2 separate regions of the Mus musculus genome follow, and region 2 is linked to region 1. The links are chromatin contacts, called in public Hi-C maps. All regions are on one chromosome and are shown on one strand. Each heading gives the region's core, a stretch centred on a gene start, on an enhancer-like site or on the middle of the called end of the contact. The rest is flanking DNA. Distances are from core to core; before and after follow the strand shown. Region 1 holds the start of Nol10 (nucleolar protein 10). Region 2 overlaps Nol10 (nucleolar protein 10).

Region 1 (2,618 bases), core at 71-2,570:
AGAGTCACACAATGTAAGCTCTGTCGCCCAGGCTGAACACAAGCTCACAAATGTCCTGTCTCAGCGCCCTAAGCACTGGGATTATAAACGTGTCTCTTTGCCAGCCAAATGTATTTCTTACAAAGAATAGAAACAGACCTATGACTGGCCTAATAGACGACCCTGGATAAGAAGTGGTTTTTACCAGCACATTCACTGGAAGCTGATTTTCTTCTACAGGCAACAGTTGAATGAACAGCAACCAAAGCACTAGTCAGTTATCGTGACACTGAGTGGCTGGGTCTCTACCGGGACAATTTTGCTTCCCAGATGGCTTATGGCAAGTCTTTACATTTTAGTCTGTCATCACAATTGGATCTTGTAGGTATGGACCAGGGATGCTGGCAAACAACACTAGCAACAAGACTTGTCCAGCTTAAAACGTCAATAAATTTGAGGTTAAATGCCCCCAATAGAAAAAAAAATCCTTTCTAAAAGGGAAAAGTCAATGTACTATTCTTACTAGTTATGGCAAAATAATCTCTAAACATGTGAACTCACCTCCCTAGACCCTAAGTATACACCAAGGCAGTCTGCATTTGGAACAGGATGAGACTTTAAACAGACTAAGGGTGAGCCACAGTCCTCCTCTCTGCAGTCTGTGACTGTATTGCTCTGACTGTTTTCAGGCAATAAGGTTTTTAATTAAAGCACGTGAGAGTAGTTTCTAAACAGTTAGCACGTTCTTACACGTGAACCCAATGCAGGCAAAACAACGGTCTTGTCTTAGGGTTTTTATAGTGTGATAAAATACCATGACCAAACGCATCTTGGGGAGAAAAGAGTTTATTTCAGCCACACTTCTACATCACGGTCCATCACTGAAGAAACTCAAACAGGGCAAGAACCTGGAGGCAGGTGTTTATGCAAAAGCCATGGAGCAGTACTGTTTACTGGCTTGCTGGGCCTGCTTTCTTATAGAACCCAGAGCCATAGCCCAGGAACGGCACCACCAAGGGCTGAGCTCTTCCCCATCAATCATTAAGAAAGTGTCCTACAGCTAGATCTTATGGGGGCATTTTCTCAATTGAGATTCCCTCCTTCCAGTTAACTCTAGCTTGTGTCAAGTTGACATAAAACCAGCCACCACGGTCAGCCGATGGTAAGTTAGAGATACACGCTCCCAGGGCGATGGCGAGGGGGCGAGAACTCACCTCGGGAAGAGACTTGCCGCAGCTGAGGCTGTAAATCTTCACTTCGTTGAGGCTGGAGACCTGCATCGCAGCGCGGAGCAGCCGGAGCCCGGCACGCAGTCACAGAACGCCGGCCCACCCGAATACCCTAGCATCCAAACCCGAGGCGAACCGGCACAACGTGCGGGAACTGGCGCGAGCTGATGACGCACTTCCTGGCTCCGGAAGTGCGCGCTCACTAGGCTGCCCCAGGGCGGAGGCACTAGAGGCGGCAAGAGCGGGTCCGGGGAGATGTGCTCTGGGGTTGGAAAAAGCGAAAATGAAAAGAAAAATCGTACGAGAAAGCATGAGATGGGGAAGTGAGTTTGAACCTGATATCGTTTGAGACTAGAATGTGACAGTTATAACCACTTACCATTTTTAGGAAGTTCTGTTGTCCACATCAGAGGCCTTGGGATGACTTTCTAACAGCAGAGGACCCTCGCCAGTCTTTCTCTATATCCTCTTCCAAACACATTATGAAAAGACGAGTCTGGGAAAGAGAGAATGGTTAAGTAATGCTTTCTCCAAAGTCATGTGAAACCACTATCAAACCCTGGCTCCAGTCGACTCTTTGATAGGCACTTACGCTCTCATAGTCAGGGTCCACTCAAGCCCTCTCGGCAACTACGGTCGGGTGCTTTCATCTTCATTTGCCCCTGGGCCATGGCTCACTAGTTCCTGCTGGCTTTGCAAAGGCTTGTACTCTGGTGGAAGCCTTTTCTTTCTGAGCAGAGCGATCTGCTACAGAACTTTTCTGTGCTGTTTCTCTATCAAGTAGTGTTGGCACAGTCCCCGGACTCCCAGGTCTTAAGATGGTGCCATGTAGACACCACTCAGACCACCTTGTGCTGAGTTGCAGGTCCCTGTCAGCCCCTTAAAGTTCAAACAGCTGCTTCACTCCTTTCTGGGACGACTGATCTTTCCTCTGGGATCACCCATAGATGTGCTCAAGAATTTTTGACTTAGGTGATTGAAACAGTACCTTCTTGTGCTCGTATTCCAAATTAGACTGAGGAATTGCCAATTCCCAAGCGAGGCACAGTGACCCCCACCTAAAATTCTAGTGTCTAAAAGACTGAGACTGGAGAATTACCAAGGCCTGGATTACAGTCTCAACAAAAATAAATAAATAAATAAATGTATAAAGAGGTTAGAATCCCAAAACTTAGCGTGTAATATCTCAACTCAATCAAAAGTTATTTTGTGTCTTCAAAACTAGAAAATTCTCTGGCCTCCAGACCTTAGTTGTGATCTATTTATCACCACAATTGCCTGCCAGCACCATGACTGCCTACTTCTAAAACCAGCTTCCTTAATTCACTGTTCCACCATGCACTTTTTATTAGCTCAATGCTGTCTTCATAGTCACCTTGGCTAAATCTGTAGAGTAGCCCGTTTCTGCCT
Region 2 (2,618 bases), core at 37-2,536, 82 kb before region 1:
TTAAAAACCCCTTATGCTAAAAGCTTGGTGCTGTACTGGGCCTCAAAGACCTGAGTGCAGTCACCATTGGCAGCTATGGACTACGTCTGAGTGGTTTTCTCTGGTGGGCACCCCATAACGGCTTAAATAAACATTGCATGATGTGGTAGGCATTGTTCGAGAGATTAAGATACACAGCTACAAACAAAACATACTGATTAAAACATTCCCCCTAGTCCTTATTGAGTTGGCATTCTGGAAACAGGAGCTGACACTGGACAAGCTAGCTGAGAACTCACCGTGAGCACGTTGCACACTGCTGGGGCATGCTGGTCTACTCGACTGTTCCCCATCCATTCTTGTGTGTACCCGACACTTTCCATAGTAAGGTTCTAAATTTATGCTATACTTATTTGTGTGTGTGCACATGTGTGTGCATGAGTATATGAGCATGGATACTCATGTATAGGTCAGATATGATTTACTGTATTTGGTTTTCTTCTTCCACTCAAGAAGACTCTGTGGTCCCCGTGGTGACGTTTTGAAAGCATATTAAATGGAGTACCATTTGTAAACACATGCTGACACTGGGATGTGACAATGTAAATGGGGCAGAATTGACCAGACAGGAGAGAAAGTAACTTGAGAGGCCTGGGGGAGCGTGGGGAGCTGAGGGAATGCCCGGAATGTTCTAGAAAGAGGAAGGTCAGTGTGGTGACAGCAAACAAAGGAGTCTGTGCCAGGCAGGGTCCTTCAGGGACTCAGGATGTTACTGGATGAGAAGAGAACCAGGGGAGGATTCTGAGGAAAGGATCTGAACTCAATCTTCTTCCCAGAAGCCCTTCTAAGTCCCGCACCCCTGGGCCTGTATTTTCTGCTGTCTGCCCTGTGTTAATCCTGCCCCTCCCAGCATGTCTGCTTCCTTCAAAGGTTACTGATGAAAATACTTGAAACAGAAGATTTAGGCATTGGGATTGGGATACTAAAGCTTTGAGAGGGATCTGGAGCAGAAGAGCACACATCACTCAGGAACCCCAGTCCTCCAGGGCCTGGTGCCCAGCTTTGGTGCTACACTTCTCACACTAGCTCCTAAGTCTCACCGGGAAGGACAGCTGCTGGCAGGACTGGACAAAGCCACATCCTAGTGCTGGTAACGAGCAATCACAGGTTAGGGTTTGAGCCTGAAATGTCTCCCACAGGCCTCTAACTTAAACATCTGTCCCCAGATAGTAGTTAGGATGTGTGGGGATGTTCTTTGAGGTGAAGGCTAGCTGGCAGAGGTCAACCACAGGTTGCTCAGACAAGCCCTTTAAGGCCCTGTCTGGGTTTCCATTTCCTGGCCTGTAGTGATGTGAACAGCATCTGCACACCCTGACACCCTCTGAAACTAAGAGCCAAGATGAATCCCTTAAGTCCATATTGATTATTTTGGTGATAGGTGTACAAAAGCAACTGATATAAACACAGAAAAATGACAGAGTGGGATACCAGCATGCACAACAATTTTAAAATGGGAAACTTTGAGAAAGGGAAGAGAGGGCACCAGGGGCTCACAGCCCCAGGAGGGATCTGCTTAATAGTTAATAAAGAGGTAGGAGTGTGTGTGCGCGTGGGTACGTGGGTGCGTGCATGCGCATGTGCAGATTCATGTACCAACAGTCAGAAAGTTCTTGAGTACACATCACAGGCTAAAGAGACAAGGGTCCAACAACACTGACTGCTAACTAATGTGTCCTGCCTTGTGGACTCACCATAGGTACAGCCTAACGAGCTCCCATTCTATTTGTTTACATGAGAAACTCCAAAGTATGGAAGCTAAAGTGAATTTTAAATTTCCACAGGCAGGAGTCTTCCTCAGAGAAAATGTCCAAAGAAAAGCATCTCCTTTTATAGGCGCTGCCTGTATCAAATAGTACTTCATCAGAAAATAACTACGTAATTTTGTGATAAGCTAAACAAATAGCCAGTAGCGTTCACTTATTATTTATTAATTTATACCCTTGATATAAAAATAGCTTAAAAACTATACAAAGGAATATAAGCAAGCCAGTCAGCCTGCCAACATACTCATGCACATAAACAGGGCCACTCAGCAGTCATCATGTGACTCAGTCCTGAGGGGCAGAAGACAGTGGGGACAGACACTCTGGCTGGGCCTGGTGGTGCATCCCTTTAACTTCAGCACTCAGGAGGCAGAGGCAAGTGGATCTCTATGAGTTCAAGGCCACAGATTGAATTCCAGGACACCCAGAGCTACACGGAGAAACCCTGACTCAAGTCTCAAATAAACAAATGACAAAAAAACAAAACAAAACAAAACAAAAAACCCCAAACCATTCTTTTTTTTGGGGGGGGGGGGTTCCAGACAGGTTTTCTCTGTGTAGCTCTGGCTGTCCTGGAACTCACTCTGTAGACCAGGCTGGCCTCGAACTCAGAAATCCGCCTGCCTCTGCCTCCCAAGTGCTGGGATCAAAGGCGTGCGCCACCACGGCTGGGCTAACCCAAGCCATTCTTACAGCATGATAATGTCCTGTTTCCAGTAGAGGGTGAACTTTTCACTTCATGGAGGCCTTTCCAATATCTGAAATGATGCCTGATCATCAGCAGGGGAGAAGACAAGATTTAAGGGGGGCGGGGGA

What was found. A called contact is a pair of places that touch in the nucleus more often than the background predicts.
Region 2: a contact with region 1 is called in a Hi-C map of CD8 T cells, with 2.9 times the contacts expected there. The contact joins the enhancer-like site here to the promoter of Nol10 in region 1. A contact is called at or near these places in 2 of 39 promoter capture datasets (embryonic stem cells and frontonasal cranial neural crest), 1 of 484 Hi-C or Micro-C datasets (CD8 T cells), 3 of 115 datasets of contacts at active chromatin or transcription factors (embryonic stem cells, memory CD8 T cells and trophoblast stem cells) and 2 of 9 other capture datasets (liver and pancreatic islet).

What each region holds. Positions count from the first base shown.
Region 1 is chr12:17,347,195-17,349,812 of GRCm38.p6, reverse strand. Nol10 (nucleolar protein 10) reads right to left here and starts at 1,320. Exons shown (of 21, transcript NM_001008421.1): 1 at 1,194-1,320. The coding sequence starts at 1,259. Gm46336 (a long non-coding RNA gene) reads left to right here and starts at 1,411. Exons shown (of 2, transcript XR_001780553.2): 1 at 1,411-1,531.
Region 2 is chr12:17,429,424-17,432,041 of GRCm38.p6, reverse strand. It overlaps Nol10 (nucleolar protein 10), which reads right to left. Exons shown (of 21, transcript NM_001008421.1): 21 at 1,947-2,618. Among named protein-coding and RNA genes, the nearest start is that of Gm36752, 5.8 kb to the left of the region's middle. Within about 2 kb of position 1,286, at least 23 of the 459 cell types and tissues checked have an H3K27ac peak or open chromatin away from gene starts, as enhancers often do. A contact at or near this core is called in CD8 T cells and memory CD8 T cells, where this site is marked.